Regions from separate parts of the Sus scrofa genome. Here regions 2 and 3 are each linked to region 1. Evidence: chromatin contacts called from public Hi-C data. All regions are on one chromosome and are shown on one strand. Each heading gives the region's core, a stretch centred on a gene start, on an enhancer-like site or on the middle of the called end of the contact. The rest is flanking DNA. Distances are from core to core; before and after follow the strand shown.

The links. A called contact is a pair of places that touch in the nucleus more often than the background predicts.
Region 2: a contact with region 1 is called in a Hi-C map of undifferentiated spermatogonia, with 2.4 times the contacts expected there. The contact joins the enhancer-like site here to the promoter of CDKN1C in region 1. A contact is called at or near these places in 8 of 47 Hi-C or Micro-C datasets (alveolar macrophages, epiblast stem cells, fetal skeletal muscle and 5 more) and 1 of 2 datasets of contacts at active chromatin or transcription factors (skeletal muscle).
Region 3: a contact with region 1 is called in a Hi-C map of epiblast stem cells, with 1.8 times the contacts expected there. The contact joins the enhancer-like site here to the promoter of CDKN1C in region 1. A contact is called at or near these places in 4 of 47 Hi-C or Micro-C datasets (embryonic fibroblasts, epiblast stem cells, fetal liver and 1 more).

What each region holds. Positions count from the first base shown.
Region 1 is chr2:2,019,569-2,024,002 of Sscrofa11.1, reverse strand. It overlaps CDKN1C (cyclin-dependent kinase inhibitor 1C), which reads left to right and starts at 1,911. Exons shown (of 4, transcript XM_021082622.1): 1 at 1,911-2,291; 2 at 2,473-3,137; 3 at 3,665-3,801; 4 at 3,905-4,434. The coding sequence starts at 2,483. The coding sequence ends at 3,798.
Region 2 is chr2:1,857,791-1,862,224 of Sscrofa11.1, reverse strand. The region is part of intron 11 of KCNQ1 (potassium voltage-gated channel subfamily KQT member 1); the gene reads right to left. Among named protein-coding and RNA genes, the nearest start is that of CDKN1C, 160 kb to the left of the region's middle. Within about 2 kb of position 2,359, at least 34 of the 83 cell types and tissues checked have an H3K27ac peak or open chromatin away from gene starts, as enhancers often do. A contact at or near this core is called in retroperitoneal adipose tissue and undifferentiated spermatogonia, where this site is marked.
Region 3 is chr2:1,882,970-1,887,403 of Sscrofa11.1, reverse strand. The region is part of intron 11 of KCNQ1 (potassium voltage-gated channel subfamily KQT member 1); the gene reads right to left. Among named protein-coding and RNA genes, the nearest start is that of CDKN1C, 140 kb to the left of the region's middle. Within about 2 kb of position 2,278, at least 12 of the 83 cell types and tissues checked have an H3K27ac peak or open chromatin away from gene starts, as enhancers often do. A contact at or near this core is called in epiblast stem cells and fetal liver, where this site is marked.

The DNA of each region.
Region 1 (4,434 bases), core at 662-3,161:
GCCACAACAGGGCGTCCCGACGACCTCTTGGGAAATCCTTGCGGCCATGTGGTTCCACATTTTGTGGTCATTACCCACGTGTCCTGTGCGCATGGTCCCTGGGGAGGTTGGTGTGGCTGTGGCATGAGGGTGGGATGAGGTCCTGCCTCCTGAGCCCAGGCCAGATGAGATGGGCTCCACCCAAGGGGTCCGAGGGGCCAGGGGAGCCCTTGTCATCTTGTTTTCCCGAAAATAAAAATATTGGAGCATCTGTACTTGCTGTGGGAAAGTTGCAATGCAGTGTACAAACCAGAATAAAGACGCCAACACGAATGGTCAGCTTCGGTCCTGCTATGAAGAGCTGAGCGCGGGCCACCTGCCCTGTCTTATCCGGACTGCTTCCCTGCCCTGTCCCCCGCCTCACCTTAAAGCTTGCCTCTCCTGATCCCCCTCCAGGACACATCTGCATGCTATCACGGAGCGCCAGCCCTGCAGTATCCTGGCACCCCCCTGAGCCTTTGGGGGAGGCAGGCAGGTGGAGGTCCAGTCGCCTTACCTGCCTCTCTCACCGAGGTCACAGGCTCACCTGGGACAGGGCTGAGAGCTCAGGGCTCCGGTGGGCCCACCAGCCGCTGCTCGGCTGTCCCCCTTCCTGCCTGGGCAGGCTGAGCCCAGGGGAAATCAGCAGAAACTAATGGTCTCCTGTGGCCTCTCCCAGTAGGGATGGCCACGGGGGAGGGTCAGGGGCCTACCAAGGAGCAGGAGAGTGGGTCATGGGCCCTGCCTGGCAGGGCCTCCCCTTTCTGGGCTGGCCTCTCTCCCTGGCACTATGGCAGAGCCCACTGGCTTGCATGCCCTGTCACGCATTCTTAGGGGCGTACTTTCCCAACCAACAATGACTACAGGGCCCAACCGAGAGGGTGCTAGCCGTCCCGGAGGTCGAAGAGAGGTACCGCCCCTGGAAGCAGCTGAAGCAGGGCTGTCTGGGTGCCTGCCCACCACTGCCCCCCAACCCCTCGGCGGGGGCGGGGGTAGTTCCTGTGTGACAAGGGATAAGGCTGGGCCAGAGGATCAGCAATACTCAGTCAGGGCCCCAGGCAGGCCGGGCCAGGCCCACCCCTGTGTAGAAGCCTCCAGTGCCCCGTCCAATACCATCCAGCACAAGAGCGTCCAGCAGGCCAGCCTGGGCAGCCTGGTGTGGCTGCAGCCTGGCCCAGGCGTGAGGTGGCTGAGCACCGACGCAGTGGCATGGTGGGCATAGCTCAGGAGGGCAAAGCCAGGTGTCCATCTGCCGGGCAGGGAGGGCAGCCCCCAAGAACTAACAGACCTGGCTCCAGGCGATGAAGAGCCGGTCTCGATGGGCCCGCGGCTTCGCTCTTGGAGAAAGAGCGTTACAGAGCCTCCCGCCCCCTGGTCCCCCAATCTCCTCTCCCCGCGCGTGGACCTTAGGGCCAGCAGGTGTGTCAGGGCTCCAGGTGCGCGGAACCCTTCCAGGGACATAAGCCTCCCGCGCAACAGGTCGCGCGGGGGCAGCCGAAGACCCCATCTAGCTCCAGCCAAGGACGAGCTGGCCGCGGCGGGTTAGAGGCTCGTCAGCTGGCGCGGGAGGCCCGAAAGGGCGAGCGGGAGCGGCGGGACTGGGAGCCCCTCGGGCGGCGAGCGGGGCCAGGCCGGATGCCGGTCCTGCGAGCGGCTGTCGCCGCAAGCCGGGGAGAGCGCTCCCTCCGGCCGAAGGGGGGCGCCCGCGCCACCGCAGCCCAGCAGCCCCCGCCTGCAGACAAAGGAGCCGGCGTGGGGCGGGAGCGCGGGGGGGTGGGGGAATGGGGCGAGGGGGCGGGGCGCCGCGGTGTCACGTTACCGCCCGCAGCGCCCTTTAACTCGGGCTCCGCCCCGCGCCCCGCCCCCTCCCCGCCACTGCGCGCGCCCCGCGCCCCGCCAATCGGCCCTCGCGCCCCGCCCCGCCCTCGGGTGGGTGTGTGCAAAGGGCCAATGGGCGGCGGGCGGGGGCCGGGCCGCCAGAGGGGCGGGGGGAGCGCGGCGCCCGCCAATCGCCGCGGTGTTGTTGAAACTGAAAATACTACATTATGCTAATAGCAGCGGGGCCCGCGCCCGGAGGGTGGGGGGGTGGGACCCTCGCGTATAAAGGGGCGCGCGAGGACTGGGCGTTCCACAGGCCAAGTGCTCTGCGCTCGGTGGGTGCCAGCCAGGCCAGAGCCAGCCTAGCGAGCGAGGACAGGCACTGAGGGGGCGCGGCCGCCGGCCGGACGACACAGCGAACGAGACTCAGGAGCAGTCCACGGCCCGACAGCCAGGTAGCCGCCGCGCCGCCCTCCCGCTGCGTCCCTTTGCAAATGCAGACTCCGGCTACTCGGGGTCTCACTTGCTCCCGGCCTCCGCCCTCCTTTCCTCTCCTCTTCCTCCTTTTCCTCTCTCCTCCTCTCCCGCCGCCCGGCCCGCGCAGCCCTCGGACTTGTCCGACGTGTGTCTCCGCAGCGTGTTGGCAATGGAGCGCCTCGTCGCCCGCCGCACCTTTCCCCTGTTCGCGCGCACCAGCGCCTGCCGCAGCCTCTTCGGGCCGGTGGACCACGAGGAGCTGAGTCGTGAGCTGCAGATCCGTCTGGCTGAGCTGAGCGCCGAGGACCAGCGTCGCTGGGACTACAACTTCCAGCAGGACGTGCCACTGCGGGGCCCCGGGCGCCTGCAGTGGACCGAGGTGGACAGCGACTCCGTGCCCGCCTTCTACCGCGAGACGGTGCAGGTGGGGCGCTGTCGCCTGCTCCTGGCGCCTCGTCCGCGCCCGGACGGCGCGAGCGATAGCCCGCCCCCCGGGCCGCCGGCCGATGAGTCCCTCGACGGCCTCGGGGAGGCGCCGGAGCCGCCGTCCAGCGGCCCCGCCGTCGCGCCCGCCCCGGCCCCGGCCCCGGCGCCGCAGGAGAGCGCTGAGCAGGAGGCGGTCTCGCCGCCGCGCAGCCAGGAGCCCCTAGCCGAGCCGCCGCACTCAGGGATTTCGGGGCGCCCCGCGCCGGGCACTGCCGCCACTGCCAACACCGCTGCCGCCGCCGCCGCCGCCGCCGCCACTGCCGCCGCCGCCGCCGCTGCCACCACTGCCGCCGCCGGAGGCGCCGCGATCAAGAAGCTGTCCGGGCCTCTCATCTCCGGTGAGTCCCGCGCAGCCCCGCCCCGGCCCGGCCCGGCCCGGCCCTGCTTTGTCCGGCCGGCCGGGCTCCTCGGCCCTCGGGGGCCTCACTTGGTCCCCGCCTCCTCCGTGGCATTAAAGGGCCCGCAGCGCGCGGGGCGCGGCTGCGCCCGCACCCGGTCCCCACCCTGTTGTGCTCTCGAAAGGCTCACGGGGGAGGGATGGGAGGGCGCGCTCTGGCCCCCTCGGAGCGCGACCGTCGCCCCGGCCGCTGGCGCCCCTCCCCGGGCGCGGCCGGGCGCGGCGATCGCGGCGCGGAGGGGGTTAAGAGCGGCGGTAGCCCCGGGGGTCTTGGCCGCGGGACAAGGGGAAATGCTTACACAGCACATTGCGCGGCGACGTAAACAAAGCTGACCCGCCGCGGACCTCGGCGCGGGCGGGGACGGCGCCCCCACCTCGGCCGGCCTGCCGCCCGCGCCCCCTCCCGGCCCCCTCTTGGGCTCCCCGGCCGGCCCCGCCCTGACCCGCTGCGCGCGCTGTCGCCCGCAGATTTCTTCGCCAAGCGCAAGAGACCCGCGCCCGAGGCCAAGGCGTCGAACGAGGTTCCCGCGGGATGCGCCGCGCCTGGCGCCGCTCCAGCCGTCGGCTCGGCTGAGCAAACCCCGCGCAAGCGGCTGCGATGAGAGGTGAGTGCGGCGGCCCGGGCGCGCGGGCGGGGAGGGGCCGCCCCGCGGCGCCCTCGCGGCCGCTCTGTCTCCTCTCCTGGCTCACCGCACCTCTCTCCCGCAGCCTCGCGCCCAAAGAGCCCCGAGGGAGCCCGCTGGGCAGCGGACAGGAGAGGAGCGCTGGGCCTCGGCTGGGACCGTCCACGTAGCAGCAACCGGCGGCAGCTGCCACGGAGCAGCGTTCGGTTTTGTTTAAAGTTTGAAAACTGTGCAATGTATTAATAACGTCTTTTATATCTAAATGTATTCTGCACGAGGAGTACACTGGTCCCAAGGTGTAAAGCTTTAAGAGTCATTTATATAAAATGTTTAATCTCTGCTGAAACTCAGTGCAAAAAAAAAAGAAAAAAAAAGAAAAACAAAAAAAAGGAAAAAAGAAAAAAACATGTATATTTGTACAAAAAGTTTTTAAAGTTATACTAACTTATATTTTCTATTTATGTCGAGGCGTGGGCCGCTCTGCCACGCAATAGCTCGGTTATTGGTTATGCCAAAGGCACGTCACCCGCATCTGGTTATCGACAAATGTAAATTTATTTTTGTAGCGGACTCTGGGGGGAGGGTCGCTCCCAAGCTGTAGCTGCCGTACAAGCC
Region 2 (4,434 bases), core at 1,110-3,609, 160 kb after region 1:
CACACACACACACGCACACCAGAATCAGTTTTGTGTGCACCAGAAACTAACACAACGTTCTAAGTCAACTCTGCTGCAATTAAAAACTAGTTTTCAAGACGAAATTCTGATCAGCATATCCTTTTTCTCTTTACCGGGAGGTGGTCACTCTTTGAAGTGGGCTGTTTAGAGGGCTTTGCATCCCATGCTCCACATCCTTGGATTAAAGGCAAACCCCCAGTCAAAAGGCTGGGGAAAAGCTGGCATTCGCGGGTGAGGACGAGAGGGGTGGGCCGTGGTGCTTCCCGGGCCGCAGCTAACAGAAGCCACCGAGGGATCCGTGGCTCTGACAAAGGACAATGTCCAGAGCACTTGGGGAATTTCTGGTCTGTCTTTCCTACTGGAATGTAAACCCCACACAGACAGGGATTTCTGTTCTTTTGAAATCTGTGGAACTGCTCTGAAGTCCTGGGGCTCCTGCTCCCCTGATGTCCTGGGGGGGAGGTGGAAACAGACATGGCCCAGGGTGTCCGGGGATGGGTTCCTGTCTCCCACAGCGGGACTGGGGAGGCCACCGGGGGGGAGGGGGCAAGGTCTGAGCAGCACCCCACGTGCCCAAAGCAGCAAGAGCCAGGGCAGTGCCCGAGGCCGTGTCAGACCTGCGACCCCGCAACGCGTTCCCAAATGTCCCCTGTCCTTGCCTCAGCTTCTGAGGCGAGCAGCATCACCTCCATCTTGCAAGAAGAGGTGTTGGCGTGGCGGGTTGTAAGCCGGGGAGAGGGGTCTGGGCAGGCAGAGGAGGCAGGAGAACCTGTCTGGAGCGGGCAGAGAGGGGGTGCCATGGCTTGTGAGCCAAGGCCCCAAGCCTCTGGAGCACACGCCACTGTCCCGTCAGACTTCGCTTGTAAACCGTGTGTTCAGGGAGCAGATTCTCAGGGCTACCTGAGATGCTGTCTCCCGGGCTTAAGTCCAAAGTTTGCCCCAAATAAAACTTAACCCTCCAAGAAACAGACAGACAACCAACCAAACAGAAAAACATGAAGTCGAAGACAAAACTGTTAAGAATTTCAAGCTGGTGACAAAAGTGCATTAAATCCTAAGTATGGGACCCTCCTAAGGGCCAGGAGCCCTTGGTACTGGTTACAACTGCCTCCAGGACAGGCAGATGCCAGAAAACCCCCAGCCAGGTGGTGAGGGCAGATGGGCCCCTGAATCAGCTTGTCGCCTGGTCCTCTGATGGGCTGGGCAGTGGACAGGGAGATGGCCAATCTGGGTAGTTTCCGAAGCTCGGAGAGCAAGGTGTTGACACGTGAAAAGATACCACCTTCCCTTTCTCTTCTGGGCTGAACCACACAAAACAGACTCAGTCACTGCTGGAGAGAGTCTTGGCTCCTTGGAGACATGTATTTCAGGCAAAGCAGTGGAGATGAGTGGCCTTGTTGCGTGCGGGGTAACATGGGGTACCAACTTCGAGGGCCAGGGGTAACAACTTCTGAGAACATACCGAGAGTTCCACGCTCCAAAACTATGTTTTCAATTCGAATGAGAGGTCCAAACCGCTCCAGACTTGCTGATAAAATCTCAGTGGAGCAAGAGCTCCCTGAGGGCAGGGTTTCTGACTGCTGTTTACGGCACTGCTGGCACATAGGAGGAGCTCAGTGAGAGGGAGAGATGGACGGATGGGGAGATGGATGGATGGACGGAAGGGCGGGTGGGTGGAGAAGTGGATGGACGGGAGGGAGGAAGGGTGGGTGGGTGGATGGATGGATGGAGGGAGGAAGGGTGGGTGGGTGGATGGATGGATGGAAGGGAGGAAGGGTGGGTGGGTGGATGGAGGGTGGACAGGTGATGGGTGCAGAGATGGGTAGACAGATGGTTATCAGGGAAGACAGTCAAGAGACAGAGGAAGGGCCTGGGATCCAGGCGAGGGGGAGAAAGGAGGGCAGGGTGTCGCAGACACAGCCGCCAGGGTCCAGGCGGAGGGCCGCCCACACGGGCCACCCCACCCCTGCCAACTCCCACAGAGCGACCTGGGCAAGTCGCGGCACCTTCCTCTCAGGGTCTCCTGAAGACTGAGGAGCAGAGCCCCTGCGGGAGGTGCAGCGGTCCAGGGAAGAGCCTGTGGAGGGCCACAGATGTTGCGCGGGGTCACCTTGTGGTGCGCAGCGTTGCACGGAAGGGAAACCTAGGAGCGCAGCGCGCCCCGGACCGTGACGGGACCTGAGCGGGAGGGCGGCGGCTGGGAGCGCTGCGGTGGGGGTGGCGCAGCCCTGGAGCTGGGAGGGCCGGGCGGGGCGCGGCACGTGGAGCAGGGCTAGTCCGGCCAATGTGAACCCAGGTGGCATCAGCATCAGCGCTCTCGGCCAATGGCACAGCGCGGCACACCGCTTTCCGCCCCCAGCCAATCCACGCGGCGGCCCGTGGCACGCCCACCCGCAGGCCATCCAATCAGTGGCTGGATGGCCGCCACGTCAACCTGGGTCGGGCGCCACCGCGGCCACTCCGCAGTCGATCGCTGCACCTGGTACGCGCCGGCTGCGCGCTCCGTGGTCTCCTCGGTGCCGCGCTCCGCAGGCTGAGCTCAGCTCGGGCCGCGCTCCTCAGTGCCGCGCTTTGCTCACGGCCGCGGCCCACTCAGTGCCGCGCTTCGCTCACGTCCGCGGCCAACTCAGTGCCGCGCTTCGCTCACATCCGCGGCCAACTCAGTGCAGCGTTGCGCTCACCACCGCGGTCAACTCAGTGCCGCGCGCGGCTCAGGGGCCCCCCGAACTCCGGACGCGGTCGCACCCGGCGGCGCAGGGACGGGCGCTCGCTGCTGAGCGGAGGTGAGCTCCACATGTGGCAGGCGGGTGGTGGGATCGCCGCGGTCAGCTGCTTGGGTCCGCGTCGCGAGCCAGGGGTCTGGGCCCCGCGTCCGTGTTCGGGTCCGTGTTGTGGGTCTGCGTGCCGGTCGAGGGCCGGAGGGTCACGGCCCCGAGTCTGGGCTCAGGTCTATGTTGTGGGTCCACGTCGCGGGTTGACGGTCGGGATCAGGAGTGCGGGGTCGGGTCCGCATTGCGGGTCGAGGGCCAGAGGCTTGGGGCCCTGAGTCCGGGGTCGGGTCTGCGTCTTGGGTGGAGGATCCAGAGCTCCGGAGTCCGGGGTCCGGTCTGTGTTGCGGGCCCGCATCCTGGGTTGAGGGTCGGGATCCGGAGTTCGGGGTCGGGTCGGTGTTCGGGTCCTTGTTGTGGGTCTGTGTTGCAGGTTGAGGGTTGGAGCCCCGGAGTCCGGGCTCCCGTCCGTGTCCCGGGTCGAGGGCTTTAGGGTCGGGGCCCCGAGGCGGGGATCGCATCGGTGTTGGGGGTCCGCGTTGCAGCTTGAGGGTCGGGGCCCCGAGTCCTGGGTCCGGTCTGTGTAGCGGGTCTGCGTTCCAGGTCGAGCGCCAGAGGGTCGGGGCCGGGTCCTTGTCATGGATCCGCGTGGCGGCCCGGAGGGTCGGGTCCCCGAGGCCGGCGTCAGGTCTGCGTCGCGGGTCCGCCTTGTGGCTCTGCGTCGGGGTCGGATCGCCGGGGTTTAGAGGTCCAAGCAGGGGAGGGGAGACCGGGAGCCGGGTGTGGCCCCCACCTGCCTTGTGGTGCGGAGTCCGCGTGGGGATCCGATTTGTGAGGAGGGGCTCGGCCGGAGCCGGACTCTCGTTCTGAGTCGGGGTCCAGGTAGGGGATGGGAGCATGAATTTAAGTCCAGGCGTCGAGTCGTGGGGGAAGGGCTGAGTCAAAGGTTGTTCCGGATGTGGGGTCGCCGCACGGGCGGGGGATGGGAGCAGGACGTAGAAATCCTGGTCACGTGGGGGATGGGAGCAATGGGTGGAGTCGGGGGTCTCTGCCGGCGGTCGCCAGGGCCCGGGTGCTTCAGCCTGACCCACCCGCACCTTTTCCGCAGAGTGGGCGGTGCGCCTTGGCTGGGGCTGTGGTGGGCGCCTCTGCGCAGCTACGGCCGTCCTGGGTTGAGGCTCAAGTGCGGCAGCGTTGCTGGTAACAGTAGCACCTGCATTTGAGCCGTGTCTCCTGGTCCCTTTCCGCTGCCCCCTGGGCGCTGGCAGAGCTCTTCTGGAAGGGCCTTTTCTGGTTTGTCCCCTGCTGCCTGCTCCACACCTAGCCGGGCGCCTGTTACACCGCCTTGCTCAGGCAGGACTTGTTGAAGGCGCGCAGGCGGGCAGGATTACTCAGATTTCTACGGTGTCTCAAATGATCCATTTCTGCACCTGTTTTCCAGATCATCACTAAGAGAAAAATTTCAGGATTGGGTTGCTTGATTACAGTTCTGTTTTAGTGTGTTTTCAAACACGCTGAAGAGAAAAGGGACCTGCTGCAGGATTTATGCTGCAGCTAGAGGGATCTTTTAAAATTGCGACTCAGAGCATGTCCAAATTCGAGTCGAGAGAGCACAAGAAGAGACAATTGTGAACATTTCCCTCGT
Region 3 (4,434 bases), core at 1,029-3,528, 140 kb after region 1:
GGGAGCAGGGGCAGTGGTGCACCCTGCAAACCTGAGTCAGGTCGCCAGGAGCCCAGCAGACCTCAAATCGGGGAGCTAAGAGCTGTCCCTGGAGGGGGCAGCCTGGGTGGTAGTGGGGTGGCTCCCCTGCTGGGAACAGCCGGGGTTGGGGGGGGGACGACACACCTGGCCAGCCCCACCTCCTCCCGCCAGGCCCAGGGCCCCAGAGGCTGCCTTCAGCATGGCCAGAGGTAGGAGGTGGCTTAGAACAAATGGTGACAAGGCCTCTCTCCTTTTCCTTTAAGCTCAGTGGCTGGAGCAGCGAAGCACCAAGGCCAGGGCTCTGCTCCTTTGGGCAGATCCTGCCAGGGCAACTGGGGCCCACCGGCCGGGCTCCTGTCCGCAGCTCCCTTTCCCTTGAGCTTCCCATTCAAGACACGATGGCTGCCCTCCCCAGCTCCGAGTCTGCCTCTGCAGTGATGCCAGGACGGGAGCAGCTGTGGCCACCCAAGCCCGCTGGGCAGCACCCGCTGCCTGGGGACAGGGTCAACCTCCCAGGCCCCGTGTGGCCAGCCCCGCCACCCTGCGAGCCGTCCTGCTCCCCTTCCAGCTCCTACAAGGCACCCTCTGGGAAGAGAGGCCGAAGCAAAGTCAGGGAGCTGCAAGGAAGGTGGCCCCGAGCCTGGGAGTCTGGGCGCCCCAGGAGCTGGCAAAAGCACAGACAAGACTCTCCCTCAGAGCCTCTGGAAGAAACAGCCCGGCCCGACCGGCACCTTAATTTTCAGCCTCTGAGATCCGTTTTGGACGTCCGACCTCAAGACCTGTGCGATGATACATTTATCTTTGTTTAACTCCACTAAGGTTTGCGGGAATGTGTTACAGCAGCTCGAAGACGCGAAAGCCGCCGCCTCTCTAACCGGCGGGGAACCTGCCACCCTCCCCACTGCCCCGCCTCCGCCCGCCCTCGGGGCCCAGCAGCCTCCGCCCAGCTCTCCCAGCCTCGCCCCTGCCCCTCGGCAGCCCATCCCCCTCTGCAGCTGGCGACCCTGCCACCATCTAGGCTGGGCCGGGGACGACCTCAGAGCCAATAGCAGCACCCTCGGGCGACACCCAGAGTCCCGGCTACGTCGGCCCCCCTCCCTTAGCACGCCCCCGCCTCGATAGGGACAGGCCCCATCCACCGCCCAGCCCTGGCTTTTTCCTTGCTTCTCAATAAAAACTGAAGCGCTAAATACATTTCCCTTTGTATCTGATGACTGTCCATAGCTCCTGGTGGAACATCGGCCCTTCCAGGATGTGTCAGGTTCTCAGTTTTGTATCCATTCTTGCTGATTTGTGTCAATTTCGTGTCAAAGTCCTATCAATCTGTATAGACTCTGCAGCGCCAGCCCTGCACCTGGAGCAGGTGTCCCCGTTTGTCAAACAAAGCACGCGTGTCCCTCCGTGAGGACCGGGGTATTTGATCTAATTTAATTGCCAGCAGCCCTGCAGCTCGGGGCGGGGACGTTATGGCCCCATTTCACAGGTATAGCTACCGAGGCCCAAGAATGTTGTCCCCAGCCCTGTGGCTCCACCCTGTTGGGACACTCCTGGGAGGAGTGCGAGGGGCAGATTCCGGCGGGACAGGGCTGGCCCCGGGGTCTGCCCTCGAGGGAGGCCCGGCTTAGGGGTCCCTGGCCCCAGCGCCCTTTGTGCCTGTGTCCAGAGCGAGCGGGCGGCGGGCGCGGCGGTGGATAAACGGGCCATTGTTCTGGCCGGCACAGTTGCCAGCGTCGTGCACAACAGCCGCTGTGTCTGCAGCAGCTCCCAGAACCAATCAACACCTTATCACCAGCATTAATCACCCGCTATCGGCCCCAAATCAGGCAAACACTTCTGGGGAGTTCAAACCCCTGACTTCACAGAAGTTTCTGTGTAATAATAGATTAAGTTTCTGGTGGCTCAACAGCATCCACCGAGGCTGGTCCTCTGGGCTGTCGAGGGCGTGGGGAGCCATGGAGGGGCTGGGGGCTGCCGAGGCCCTGAGGCCAGAGCCGGTCTGCCACTGGCCCTGGTGGGGCCTCCTGGGACACCCCTCCCCCAGCCCAAGCCCCCAGGGACCATAGGGGCCATCCCTGTCTCCCTGGGCCAGCCTCTGCGAGGACCAGGCCCCCGGCCCCTGCCCTTGTCCTCCCCAAGGCCCCGCTGTGTGGACGGGCTTCCTCGGGTGGTTTTGGAAGCTCCAGGAGGAAGTGGCCTGGACCCTGATGGGCAGAAACGACAGCTCCCCTCCCCCCACCCGACCCCAGCCTGCTGCTGTCTGAGCTGAGCTGGTAATGGACCTGGGGCCACAGGAAGGGCTGGGAGGAGCCACAGGCAGAGCCAGAGTGGGGGTGGGGGGCCGAGGAGGCAAGAGAGGAGAGGCCTGCCTGGGGAGGGGCGGGCAGGCCACCGTGAGACCTGCGGAGGCCCTGGGCTGGACAGGACGGAGGGACAAGGAGGGGGCCAGGCGTAGGGAGGGCGCCCAATGAGGGCAGGGGTCCCCCACCGCCGCCCCCCCCGGCTCCCCAGAGGAAGGATCGCCCGCCTATGTCTCCACCCCATCACAGAGTGAGCAAAGCAGGGGCCCGGGTCAGCCACGTGCGTTTCCCATGGACGTGTCCTTGAATCCTGGATGCTGCCCGCTCACCCTTCCAGTCCCCACAGCCCCGTCCACGGGCCCGCTCTGCCCTGGAGCCTGGTCTCTGCGGGTTACATTCCAGGCTCCTTTCTGGAGCCTTCCGGTTCGGGTCTGGGCCTCCCTGCTGCCCGTGACCACCCCCCACCCCATCTTGGGTCCCCGCTCCTCCCCTCAAGGTAAACTGTTCACTTGGCCTTTGCTCCCCAGGGCTCCAGGACCCTCCCCCTCCCTCCATCCTCTGAGTCAGGGTAGGCTCTGCGCAGGCGAGGACATTAGCCCCAGATTCCTGCCGGAGGCCCCAGGGTTCCCAGCACCCCGCCCTCATGGATAATCCCGCAGTGTGTCTGCTTTCTGTGGAGTCCTGCCCCCACACAGGGCTCCATCTCCGGTCCGCAGATAAGGAAACGGAACCTCGGACAGGTTTTGGCTGAGATTCGGATCTGGGGTGCCTGCCCCGGAGGCCCTCGCGCCCCCCAAGCGGCCCCCTGACTTCTCAGACACGGAGATTTGGAGGCCTCCGCTGCTCAGGAACCCCACTGTCCCTGGGCTGGCGCCCCGGAGCCCAGAGTGGACCCTGCCTCGGCCGCCTCGGGCGGAAGTGGTCACCACGGAACCTCAGAATCGGGCGTAAACTAGACGGGGCAGCAGAAGGCAGGCTCGGGCCTTCCTGCCGGGAGGTTTAAAGACAACTCAGGTTTTTAGACCCTTGGGGATGGGGCGCCAGGCACGGACGGCCTGAGCCCAGTGTCCGCAGCCATCCCTCCACCCGTGGGACAGACCCAGGGGAGCCCAAGGCCCTGGGCGAAGGCATCCTGCCCGCCTTTAAGGGGTACGACATCTGCTGGAAGCTGACGAGAGGGCACCCAGGTGCTCTTCCTGAGCCTCTGGGGGGGCAAATCTGGCCCTGGTTCTGGGGCTGTGGGGCGGTGTCCCTCTGCCAGGCCCGGCGCTGCTACCTGCTGAGCAGAGGGAGGGCACGGCCTGGGGCCCAGAGGACAGGCCGGCTCTCGCGGCGCCACTTCTCCCTGTTGGGGTCAGCTCCAATTCAGGCCGGCGCAGAAACAACGTGATTTGGGGACGAAATCTCAAATAATGTTCCTTCCTGCCGGGAGTGGGCCTTCCCCATCTCCCGGGCCTCAGGCCACCGGCGCGTCATCGGGGTCCCACCCAGAGCCCCTCTGGGCTCCTGGCCACCACCCTGCCATGTGGGCCACGGTGGGGTGGGGTCCCCTCTCCGCCTGGGCCTCGGTCTCCCCAGCTCTAAGGGAGACGTGACGGCCCCTGTGGGGCATCTGGGCCGCTTGAGAGCCTCGTCCCCAGGACACCCCGGTCCCTCGCGCAGAGGGGTGGCTGCCCCCCATCCTCAGGGCACCGGCCCTCCCCCAAATCTATCTGGGGACCCCGGGGTCCTCAGGCCAGGAGCCGGGCTGGACAAGCCTTGCACACCCCTGCCCGAGCTGGCCATGTCCACACACACACGCCACGTGAGCAGTCGCAGCCCGGTCCCAGCCACCGCGCCACCACCCTCGGCTTCCTGCCCCCGCCAGCTGGAAGCCATCTCCTGGGAGCGGGCAGGTGGTCCTCCCGAGCCACTCCCGAGAGGCCAGCCCAGCCCTGCACCCACAGGGGGGTGGCTCTGCACGCTCGGCCGCCCCGGGGCCCCTTCCCTGCTGAAATGAACCAAGCACTCTGGAATTCGTGGAGAAATCAGGGGTCTTTTGCCTGCTGTTTTTCTTGGCGAGGCCTTATCACAAATTAGTGGGGAAGCCCGAAGGTTAGGGTTTCAGTTAGTTCAG